Linked DNA regions of Pan troglodytes: regions 1 and 2 are each linked to region 3. Evidence: chromatin contacts called from public Hi-C and HiChIP or PLAC-seq data. All regions are on one chromosome and are shown on one strand. The core of a region is the stretch at or near the end of the contact, and the rest is flanking DNA. Distances in the headings are between cores, read along the strand shown.

Region 1 (4,235 bases), core at 1,148-3,647, 370 kb before region 3:
TATAATGGGGCATGTCCTTTCTACCTCACTCCCCCATCAATAGTAACTTCAACTTCAGAAAGTTTAGCTTTTTTTTTTTTTTTCTCAAATTAATAACTAGCCTTAAATGGGCCAAGCTCCAGCTCTTATCCCAGAATGAAGGGCTAACAATCTGGCTCCCAAGCTCTGTAATATACAGGCCCACTCCAGAAAGCTCTCTTGACTGGCAGTTATGGAACCCAGGCCCACTGGGAATGTCAATGTCATGGATCTACCAGCAGACTGTTACAACCTGATATCTTCTACTCATGTCCAGCGTCTGGATGCCAGATGGGCGGTTTAGACTAGATTCTCCATCCTTTGCCAGCCCTACTTGTGTAGTAAAATGAGCTAACTTTGATCATGTAGCACGTGGCAACAGGGACAAGCCCCCTTTGCAAAGAAGTACTTTAGATTCCAGTTGAGTTTTCCTGTCCTGGAGGTGAAACTTCTCCTCTAAGACCAAAACTTCCCTTTTGAACTTGTCTCCAATCCCTTTCTTCATTTGCCTCACACCAGAGGCACTATAGAAGCTTTTGACAAAACAGACAAAGCAAGAATGAGAAAAGGAAAATAATTGTTTATGGCGCCACTGTGGGCATTCTGGCCTCCATTCTTCTGGTTTTGTTTCTGTGCATTTATAATGTGCAAACAAACAAACACAAAGGATGGGTAATACTGCACATGCTTTTTTTTTTTTTTTTAACCTAATAATGTATCATGATGAAGGTTTTGGTGGTGGTTGTTTATTCTGTTTTTTTGAGGCAGGGTCTCACTCTGTGGCCCAGGCTGGGGTGCAGTGGTGCAATCATAGCTCATTGCAGCCTCGAACTCCTGGGCTTAAGGGTACCTCAGCATCCCATAGTACTGGGATTACAGGTGTGAGCCACTGCCTCTGGCCAGATGAAGGTTTTTTTGGGTCATTGACAAGCATGTACATTCTGTTTCCCCAAAGACAGCAGGAACTTTTCAATGGAAAAAGAGTGATTTCTGCTTTCTCACATCAGCTCCTATGCCCCTCCCCCTCCCACATCAACACTGGATAAAATAAACAGAAGGAGCTGCATGCCAAGGACCAGGTGTCTTCAAGGCTTGTGTACAGGACTCTGGGTGTGTGTGTGCATGTTTGTACATGCATGCACACATAACAGAAGATGCATGTGCACAAAGGTCTTTGACTTAACACCCATGCCAAAAATAGGCTCTGTGAGGGCCTTTCCTGGGCCTGAGCCCTGGATGCCTTGCAGTTCCATCTTAGGTCTGTGCCTAACTATATGGGTAGGGTCCTCCCAGAGGGCTGCCCTCTTACCTCTAAAGATCCGCCTCTGAGATCCCAAGAGCTGGCAGACCTCGGCAGAGGACTTGCAGGAGTTGACACATTTCTGCATCCTATCAGCCAGGTCAAATAGCGTCACATTGGAGGCCAGGGAAAAGGTTGTTTGCAGTGAGATCACCACCGCGTTGGACTCCCTATAGGCAAAGTTTGTGGGTTTTTAACAGCCCTGAAATGACACGTGGGTCCCAAGGCTTTTGGAAATGAATGTCATCGCCATTCACCAGTGACGGAATGGGAGAGCATGAAGGTCAGTGACCTTGGCCCTGGATTGCCCCATAGCTGGGTGAAAACAGCCCGGTTTTGTTGCTATCACCCATGTTAGAACAGCCTCCCCTTTCTACAGACTAGTTCACAAGCAAATATAATTCTGTTACTTACCTAGAAGCGTGAACTGTAGATTGGATGTAACTAGGTAATGCTGAAAAACACATATTTAACTGAAAGGAAGAACAAGCCTGTCGTTAACAGTGAGTTAGACAAAAGCCTTGGACCTAGAACCAGTTTCCTATTTTCAGGATAAAACAGGCATTTTCCAGCCATCAAGTTATCAGCACGCGGCTTTGCACAGAAGTGGTGTCCTTTTTTTGTTCCGCTCTTAAATGCCTTTCTGTTGTTCCACGAGTACAAAGAGAAAGAGGCAGAGAGTAAATCAGTGGGGAAAATCTTGGCAGGAAATGATGTTCAGAATAGCACCCTTGGATGCAAAACATCTTCAAAGAAGCAGCTCTCTTTTAAGGCCCAGGGTTTCAAACAACTCAGAGGCAACTGTTTATTTGGACTTTGCATAGTGAACGAGCTGCACTGGAAAGGCTCCTTTCAGCTACCCTAGGTCTGACAGGCCCTACATAGACGCCTCATAATCTACAATGAGTTGACCTAACTCAAAGACAGGTCTTCTTCAAAAAGGCTCTCCGTGAGAAATTACATTACGTGGGTCAAGAGCCCCTTTGTTGAGAGCAAATTAAGAGCTACTCTCCCTATGTTTGCCTTGTGCCCTTGGAGACGGCAGAAAATCCCTCTGCAGCATGAAATATCAGGCCTGCTTCCCTGCTACCCTGTACAATAGGAGCTATCGAGACTCCTTTCCCGGAGTGGAGGGTCTCAGTACTGGGCCCAGTGCAGACCCACCTGTCTTCAAGGCCCGTGTATCAGATACATGCCACTCTGCAGAAGATGGAGGCAAACATGGGACATTATCAAACCCTTTTTATGACATCAGTGTATAGCCTAATAGCAATGATTTATTATTGTTGTTTTATTATTAACCTGTTTTTCCAGGTTTGGTAAACAGAACACCTCGGGAAAGAACATTTGAGTGGCTTCTTCAGCCAATGATGGATTAATCTTCACTCTTTCTTGGGGACAGGTATGTTACATCACCAGTAAATTATACATTGATACTGGGCAAAAAATAGCAAGTCAAATAAGTCACTGAGCGCCACGTAATGCAAAGGACTGCACTTCTGCACAGGGTTCTAAATCCCTGTATTATCTTAGCAGGAGATATCCACCTGAAGCACGACCAACAGGCGGCTGTGGCGAAGGGACAAGGTATAGGATTAGTAGACATAAAATTCTGCTGTGTAGTAAAGAATTTAACCTTGGCCCCAGGGAAGTCAGGCCTTTGCTCTTGGATCCTGGGAGGCCATCTCTAAGCCCTTGGAATGTGCTGTCTAATAAAAACTTCTTTGTTTACCTGGGGGTGCTGGGCCATGCCAGAGTCCAACAATGTGATTTATGGTGGGGTTGGGTAACATGGTATCAGCTCAACCTCTAGAGGGGCTGGAGATTGAGGTCAGCCACATGACAAAGCCCCAGTCAAGGCTCTGGAGAGCTTCCGTGGTTGGCAGTACTCCCTGCATACTGGACACACTGTTGCCAGGAGGAGTTAACACTGTGCATGACTCCTCAGCAGGAGGACAGCTGGAAGCTCTGCATTTGGAACTCTCCCGGACTCTCTGCCCCGTGCATCTCTTTCCTTGGCTGATTTTAAGCTGTTGACTTTCACTGTAATAAACCGTAGCTGTTAATATAATCGCTTTTAGTAAGCTCTGTGACTCTTCTAGTGAATTATTGAAACTGAGGGCGATCTTGGGGATGCCTGAACTTGAAATTGGTATCAGTAGTGATGGTGGTTTAGTGGACTGTTCCCCAACTTTGCACCTGCTCTGCGTGGACTCAGGCAATGTCATTCACTTCCAGACCTCCCGGGGTTCTATCTGCAGACGTGCTGGCAATGGCTGTTACAGGAGTGCGCCATCTGACATCGTCCCTATCATGAAGTGAATGCTCAGGAGATAGAGAAATAGAACTAGATCCGTATTTTACACAGATAAAGTCCAAAGTCCTATAGAAATGTATAATTCCTAGCTAATATACTAACTCTTATCCACAAAGAACAAGTAACATTGAGATTGGAAATCAATTCATCTCTAAAGTTTTTTAATGGCAAATTTCAATTTTCTGAACCTAGAGTTTAAGAACTCACTGTATAGATGAGTCAAATCTCTGACTCAGATAGCAGTTGAGAAGCAAAGTTTATTATATGAGCTTCATTTTCCTGTCTTCTTTCTTCCTCTCCATTTTCCTTTTTAGTTGTTTCTGTTTTGGGGGGTTTCTTTTGTTTTTGAGACAGGGTCTCACTCTGTCACCCAGGCTGGAGTGCAGTTGTTCGATCACGGCTCACCACAGCCTCAACCTCTGGGGCTCATGTAATCTTCCCACCTCAGCCTCCTGAGTAGCTGGGACCACATGTGCACGCCACCAACCCTAGCTAATTTTTGTCTTTTTTGTAGAGACAGGGTCTTGCCATGCTGCCCAGGATGGCATTTTTCTTTAAAAAAAAATTCTGATAAAAAGCGGGCAAAGAGGGAAAGAAGCA
Region 2 (3,708 bases), core at 537-3,036, 320 kb before region 3:
GCTGTAAGTAATCTAAAGTCACAGTCACTCCGGGATGTGTCTCCTACACGTCTTCAGAAGCTTATCTCTCCTCTCCCTTTTCTTACTGTTCCTCGGTTTCTCAATCTTATGCCAGTGATTTAAAAATTCACAAAATAAGGCATTTTGCAATAATGGGAATACTGTTGAATATGAAATTGAGTTTTTACAGGAGAACTTGATTTTTAAAAATCCAAACTTTTTCTTATTTAACTCTAAGAAGCACCTCTAGGTTGGAGGAAGCAAGCAAATTCACGTGCCCGAAAGTCTGCATGAGATGAGAAACTTAAATGAATTGTCAATTATGCAGACAAAAAACTCAACTTTCAGGGAAACTCCAAATCAATGTCCAGTGTTGCAAGCAACCCAGCTTATTTGAATAGCCCGGACAGAGCATATGCCCTGTGTCACTCACAGGAAGGCAAAGGCTAACACCACCACGTTGCTGACTTTGTTCAAAGCACTTTCCATTTATTTTTACTTTCATTTTGTCACATCATCACTAGGAGGCTAGAAGGAACAGGGATCATCACTTCCATTTCACAGATGGAGAAAGTGAGCGCAAAGAGACAGCAGTCCCAAGGTCATAATGGTATTATGGTTAGAATTCCACTCAGTATGTGGCATATTTTTCCAGATCATAAGAAAGAACTGGACACAAAGGTAGCAGGGAGAAGAGGTCAGTTCCTTCTCTCTGCGTGGGACAGGCGGTGGCTACCACGGAGCAACAGTTCATTGGGAAAGGAAAGGGGAGGGAGGAGACTCAGGGATGGTCCTGTATCAGCCTGTGCCTTGCAGGGGTCCAACCATGCAACCCCAACCGCGTTCCTTTGCTTTTAAGTCGAACCAGTAGAGCGTTTTGTTTCAAACTACGTACATCCTTTGTCCTTTACAATATCCCGTCCTAGAACCCCTTAAAAATCAGTTATTTAGATGAGAAAGTCGAGCCCTGTACCTGGAGAGGCCAGTTCTGTATAGCGGAAAAAATGAAACTGGGGACCGGCTGGCCAGATATCGGAGGTGGGAGAGATGCTTTGGAGTCTTTTTCCCTTTCCTTTCCATTTTTTTAAAAGTGGGGTGGAAGAGATACAGGGTACCCCATAGGAAATAAGTTTTCTTCCAAAGGGTTGGAGGAGAACGGGATGGTCACACCCCTCAGTCCAGCCAACTGCGAAAGCGTCCCTCCCTACCCGCCGACCCTCAGGGTCCCGCACACGCCGGGCGAGGAGCCCCCCCCCGGGTCGCGCCGCGCGGAGGGGCCTACGGCTGGGGATGCAGCCCGGGGCGCGCCCACGCCCCCAGCACAGACTGGCCAGGCGCCAGGTTCCCGGCTCTCACTCACCCGCGCTCCCGCCTCTGGGGGCCCGGCCGGAGGGTCCCCGCTGTGTCGCGGCGCCTGGCTCAGGGGCCCTGTAGCTGGGGCCGGGGGTCGCGGGCCCGCGGCGCTCCCGGGGCGGCGTGGGCGGCGGCTCGCGCTCCGGGCGGCGCTCCAGCTGCAGCTCCAGCCCCGCTCCCGCGAGGGGCGCCAGGCTCGGCGCGCGGCGAGCCGGGGAAGGCGGCGGGTCCCGCGTCCCGGGGGCCGCCGGCGGCAGCAGCAGCAGCGGCAGCAACAGCAGCAGGAGCGGCGGCGGCCACCGCGAGGCGCGCGGCGAGGCCATGGTGACGGCGCCCGCCCGCGCTCACATGCCCGGCGCGCGGGGCGAGGGCAGCGGGCAGCGGGCAGCGGGCGGCGGGGGCCGCGCGGGGCCGGGGAAGTGAGCGGAGTGAGGCTGCGAGCGCGCTCCCCGCCTCAAAAGTTGTCGGGAGCCGCGGGAGGGCTGCCGGGGGCCGGGCTGGCTGGGCGGAGGCGGCCCGCGGCGCCGCTACATGCTAATTAGCCCGGGCGGGTCGCTGGCTGGCGGGCGGCTCCTCCTCAGTTGACATCACCGGCCCCGCGCGGCGGGCCCGGGGGCGGGGAGAGGGCAGGAAGGGGGCTGGGGCCCGGCGCCTGGAGAGCGGCCCGGCCCGGGACAGCGGGATGAGGTCAGCGGAGCCACGGTGCTGCAACTTTTGTCACACACATGCTCCAGAGTCTTCTGAATCGGGCACCACTTTCCCAACTCCTTAAACGCACAAGAAGTAGGCGAAAAGCAGGTCCTGGGTAATGTGATTAGCACCAGACTAGATTATCCCAAGTGCTTTGATAGGAGAGAGAAAGGGAACGGTCCCCTGGTACCCAGCCCGCGCTGTCACCGCCCTTACTGATTTGAAGTGTCCCCACTCCCACCCCCACCTCCCCTTCTCCAGGCCCCAGGGCTGGTGATGAGCTCGTGTTTGCCAAACCTAACACCTCACCCTCCGGCCAACGCGAGAATCCGAGTATCCCCCACACCCTCTCAAGCTTGGATGCCGTTCCCATCCGACCACTGCCTTTGGCTCACACCAGAGTTCTGCAGAGATGTCACCGCGAGGACACCCAAACAGGCTGCAGGGAAAAGAAAACTGTGAATTCAGGCAGGCTAGGGCAAACTCATCATCAGGAAAAGAACTGCAGATCGCAAATTAAACCAAATGATGCCCAGAGAACACAGAATTTTAAATGGAAACCTATGGGGAAAGATTCAAAGATTTCATGTAAACAAATTTTCTTGGTCAATAAAGTTCCATTTGTTTCCATAACCTCTCCCTCCCCAGTAAATGAATAATAAAATGTCTAAAGTTTAGGACTGTAAGCCACCTCATTAAGTGAAGAAAGAGGGGCTCAAATGGGAAAATAACTTGCTCAAGATTCTGAAGGTAGACCCGAAGACGAAATGATTGATCTGTGAATGACCATGTGATATTAATTCTGGTCTCCTAATTCAGAGTTTGCAATAATTCGCAAACGGAAACAAATAGTATTGCAACAGAAACAAATGTTGCAGCTCCTTGGGGTTCTTGCCAGTTCTGTTGGGGGCCCCTGTCTGACAATCAAATGCTCGTGAAAATATGAGTGTGCACCTCACTTTCAGGCCTGGCTCTCCATCCTATTTCTCTGCTCTTCTCTGTTTCTCTGTCTCCAGATCTCCATGACCCACCTCCAGGAGAATGAGATCGTAGTGTCCAGGGCAGCTGCAGATGGGCCTAGGCCCACTTTCTGGTGACTCAGTACAAGTGAGTCATTTGGCAAAAAAACATAAAGGAGGCTGTGTATAAACAAACTCACCTTAAATGAGAGAATGAGGAGTAAAGATTTGGTTTTATTTTGTTTTGTTTTTAAACAAACCAGCTTTCCAGGGCTCTAACACAGAACTTCCAGGTCTCTCCAAGAAAGTACCAAACAGTAATCCCCCTGAAACTGACTTGGTTTGCTCCCATGGCCTGAGCTTAACTTCTCTGGATGCTGCTCTCACATTAACAGGCAGGACTGCACAGCTGCCCAGACCCAGCCAGACAAGCCCCAACAGACTAGGACTGTGCTCAGAGGTTCTGGTCACTGCCACTCCCTCCCCTCCAAGGAGACCATGTCACATAGTACTGGTTGCACTCCCAGGCAAGCAGAAAGGTTTAAGGGTAGAATGGCCCTTACAGGCTTCTCGTGTGGATTCAGGGATCCTATGAGATAATCTGCCTTCTCTACTAAGACCCAAGGAGTAAACATGTACCTGCCACCTCCCCCCAATCCTCCCCCACCCCCCAATCCCACCCCACTTTAAGTACCACAGGTTTATC
Region 3 (3,697 bases), core at 426-2,925:
TACCATCATGCCTGAATGAGAGTATTCTCTCACTGGAGAACTCCCTCACAGTTCACATCAGGAACTGTGAATGGCAGAAGATCTCCCACCAGCCACAGATTTATGGAACCAATCCAGCCAACTAATTTGAGCTACAAATGAAGTATCTAAAGAAGAGCCAGCAAGCATGTCTTCCCCCCCACCATTAATTATAATCTTGTGTACTGCAATCCAGGCTGAATAATACGGCACCAATTCTCCTGGATCAGATAAACTGGGCAGTGAAGAAAACCACCAAGTCAATTAATTTCCATTCCAGCGTTTGCCAGGATAGTATTTACCCAACCTCGGGTAAGTGTTAATACTTCAAATTTTCTAGAATCGAAGCTCCATAGCCTAAGGAATCCCCACAGGCCAGGCCCTTTCTCAAGGTCTGCTTCAGAGGTTCTCATACTCATTGGTGCACGTCTAAAATGTCACAGACCAAACTACAGACTAAAATCTAATTCTCAGTGACCCCAACCACGGCCCAGACCCACACTTACCAGATGTCATCTACTGAACAGCCCACACAGGTTCGGAACTAGGCCATCCCGGCCCATCTGGAATAACTCTTCAGTACTCAGGCCAATATTTATTAATTATACTACATCTGTCTATTCTATTATGCATTCCCTGCATCTTCTCTACTATTTAGCACTCCCTCTTGCTTCAAACGCGATCCTTTCTATTCACGGGAACTCCTATCTCCCTTCTTTCCTTCCCTGAGAAACGCTTCAGTTCTTTCCATAATGAAATACCTAACGTATCTGCACAATGAACACCCCCCAGAATCCTCAAGACTCCTCCACAGCCACCTCCCCGCATTCCTCCACCTCTCCGGCATCTTTCCTCCGGCCCCTCTCCCTGTTCGCACTCCCACTACGTTTCCTGCAAGCATTCCCTTTTCTCCAACCCCTGCCCTTCCCTTCTCCCAAAGAGCACACTCCGGCAGCAACAGTGACTGAGGCCTGCGGTGCATAAAGCACTGCACCAGGCACGGTGGACAGAGCCCTGGTGTCTCCCTAGCCTTTTCACACCCACACCCAGCACCCTCCGGCCTCCCCGTGCAAACATCCCACCTCCTCCCCTACCTCTGACACCCGCCTCCAGCCTCGGAGGCCGCCTTCTCGCCTCCGCCACCCCCGTCATTATCCCTCCTCAACCCCCCAACCCACCCTCCGCGCCCTGCTTCCTCACGTCCCCCAGCCAGCCCCAGCGTTTCCCTCGGCCTCGGCTGGCCCCCTGGCCACCCCCAGCCTCGCCACGGCTCGCTCCCCCCGGGGTCAGGCCGTTACCGCCGCGCGCTCCCCCCGCGCGCCGCCCCCTCCCCCTCCCCCGCCCTCCCCCGGGCCCGGGCCTGCCAGGCCGAGCGCTTTACCGCGGGCGGGCGCCGAGTCGCGCGGTCACCGACTGCAGGCGGCGGCAGCTCCAACCTTTCTAGGGGCCTTGAGAGGAGGGGAAGGGGGGAGGGGGGAGAACTTTTGCTGTGGCAGCTTCGGCAACAGCTCCCACCCCTGCGCCTTTCTCCTCTTCCTCCCCCTCCTCCTCCTCCTCCTCTTCCTCCTTCTCTTCCTCCTCCCAGAGCAGTAGAGACGCAGACATGCCGCAGCTAGAGCGCCGCCGCGGTCGCCGCCACTGCCGGCCCGGTGCATTGTGGGAAGCCCCGCACACGGGAAGCGCTCCGCGGCGCCCGCCCTCGTCTGGCGCAGAGACCTGGCTGGAAAGACACAGCGTGGCTTCGATTCCGGCGCCTGCGTGTCACCAGCCCAGGGTGGCCGTGGAAGCTGGACCCGAGCCGCAGGCCCCCTAGGCTGGGCCTGGGAGGAAAGCCGTTTGAAAAAGATCGGAACTGAGGAACTCTCTTAGAGCGGGGGACTCCCTGCTCCTACAGCCTTAACCAATGCCCAGCGCTTGGAAAGTCGAGGACTCGGGGATTCGGGAGCGTTTCAGGCCTGGGGAAATGGAAGGGTCGGGGACCTAGGTGAAAGGTTATTTGCCAGAAATGTCTTGGCTTTTTCATTTATTCTGTCTTACCTAGCCCTTCGCCGCCACCTCCAGTCGTTGGCCTCTTACCACCTTCAAATGCCACCTTTTCCGGAAGATGTAGCCCTGCGCCCTTGAAACTGGCAAACCCTATTAGTGTCTGCAAGCTGAGATGCAGGGTGTGGGCATAGACACAGATCAAGAGATCCGGCCCTGGACCCTCTTGGGCAGAACCTTGCCCTTCTCATTTCACCTGAAGCCCAAACTTTGTCTGTATGGCAAAGACTTGGTAATGATCTCTATAGAGCTAGGATTACACAGTTGTCTCATCCTTTGGGGGCCCTTTAGCCAAACTGTGACCTCCTTAATGGTGCCTTCGTCAGCTAACATTAGGCGCCCTGAGGTGCTTCTGCATACTGCCATCGTTTACAATTACTCATCTTTGTGTACACACCCTAGCACAAGGTCAGCCATATAACATAAAAGATGCTCAGTGAATGTTGAGTAATTGTGAGCATCTGGAACTTGCCGTGGGATAAAACGCGTTCATTGGGATTTCTTCATAATATGAAAATTCCATTTAGCGCCTCTCTGCAATACTTAAACGTAACCTTTGAGGGGAGAGGGAAAAGAAAAGGCATGAAAATATCTATAGAGCCATTTCTGGTGTTCTCCTTCCCTTTTCCACACCCGCCTTCCCACCCCTTGCCAACTAAATGTTCATTTGAATAGTGCTTTTTGGCAAAATTCCAAACTCCTGCATTATGCACTTGTGATGACACTGAATTAGATTAGTGTCTGCAAGGTTAATGTTCCCTCAGGCATTAACCTTAGTAAATCATGATGCCTGTTTAGAAATAGCTAAGGCCCAGAGGTTCAGCTTAATTTAGACACAGGTAACTAAGAGCAAGAGTAAACCACAGCTCCACAATCAACTCTCTCTGTGTGCTTTCTCCATTAAAAAATATAAATTTTAATAAGATGACTGCACATATTCTGAATGTTAATTGCAACAAAACAATGACACAAGTTAGAGCCAAGGGACAGTTATCTGGAGGACAGCCTTCTGGCAACTTCTAGCACCTGCAGTGGCATCAAATTCAGACGTCATAATGAAAAACACCTCTGGCAGCAAGAAAGCCGACTCTCAGTATTAGGCAGTGGGAAAACTAATAACTGAAAAGGGCTCAAGGCCTGGAGGTTACATCCAATGGGCTAGGATTGATTGGTTTGCTATTAGGAATAGATCTAGTTCTCTGCTCAGCAGCCTAACAAGCGATAGAGAAACAGCTGTCTAAAATGGGCAGAACGAAGAGCACTACAGGGATAGTAACAGCAAAAGCGATGGTGAGGAGCAAGCTTAGGTCCTTTATAAGTTAAACTGGAAAAACTTCTCAGCTTCAGGTTGGCTCTCCATGCTCCTCTTGCTCACTTCCCTAAACACCACCCGTAGGTACTCAGCCTACTTACTTTTCCTTTTTTTTTTTAACTTTTTATTTTGAAATAATTATAGACTCACAAGAAGTTGCAAAAATAGTCCAGAGTCCCATGCTTTCCCCAATGGTGACATCTTACAAAGCTCTAGTAAGACATCAAAATCAGTGTCAACCTAAATAACAGAGAGGCTTTCTAAAAGAAAATAATGTTTATTTGGGAATAGAGCATGGCAATGAAAATATACACATCACGGTTA

The links. Hi-C and Micro-C count contacts between places; a contact is called where the count stands out from the background. HiChIP or PLAC-seq counts read pairs in DNA pulled down with a chosen protein or histone mark.
Region 1: a Hi-C map of stem cell-derived neural progenitor cells shows a contact between it and region 3, with 6 times the contacts expected there. The contact joins the enhancer-like site here to the promoter of ZNF148 in region 3. A contact is called at or near these places in 1 of 7 Hi-C or Micro-C datasets (stem cell-derived neural progenitor cells) and 1 of 1 datasets of contacts at active chromatin or transcription factors (stem cell-derived excitatory neurons).
Region 2: an H3K4me3 HiChIP or PLAC-seq map of stem cell-derived excitatory neurons shows a contact between it and region 3, with 9 times the contacts expected there. The contact joins the promoter of HEG1 here to the promoter of ZNF148 in region 3. A contact is called at or near these places in 1 of 7 Hi-C or Micro-C datasets (stem cell-derived neural progenitor cells) and 1 of 1 datasets of contacts at active chromatin or transcription factors (stem cell-derived excitatory neurons).

The regions. Positions count from the first base shown.
Region 1 is chr2:128,278,129-128,282,363 of NHGRI_mPanTro3-v2.0_pri, forward strand. It overlaps HEG1 (heart development protein with EGF like domains 1), which reads right to left. Exons shown (of 17, transcript XM_016941815.4): 10 at 1,733-1,809; 11 at 1,328-1,488. Among named protein-coding and RNA genes, the nearest start is that of HEG1, 53 kb to the right of the region's middle. Within about 2 kb of position 2,398, at least 6 of the 24 cell types and tissues checked have an H3K27ac peak or open chromatin away from gene starts, as enhancers often do. A contact at or near this core is called in stem cell-derived neural progenitor cells, where this site is marked.
Region 2 is chr2:128,331,540-128,335,247 of NHGRI_mPanTro3-v2.0_pri, forward strand. HEG1 (heart development protein with EGF like domains 1) reads right to left here and starts at 1,787. Exons shown (of 17, transcript XM_016941815.4): 1 at 1,361-1,787. The coding sequence starts at 1,676.
Region 3 is chr2:128,651,544-128,655,240 of NHGRI_mPanTro3-v2.0_pri, forward strand. It overlaps ZNF148 (zinc finger protein 148), which reads right to left and starts at 1,676. Exons shown (of 9, transcript XM_063807060.1): 1 at 1,400-1,676.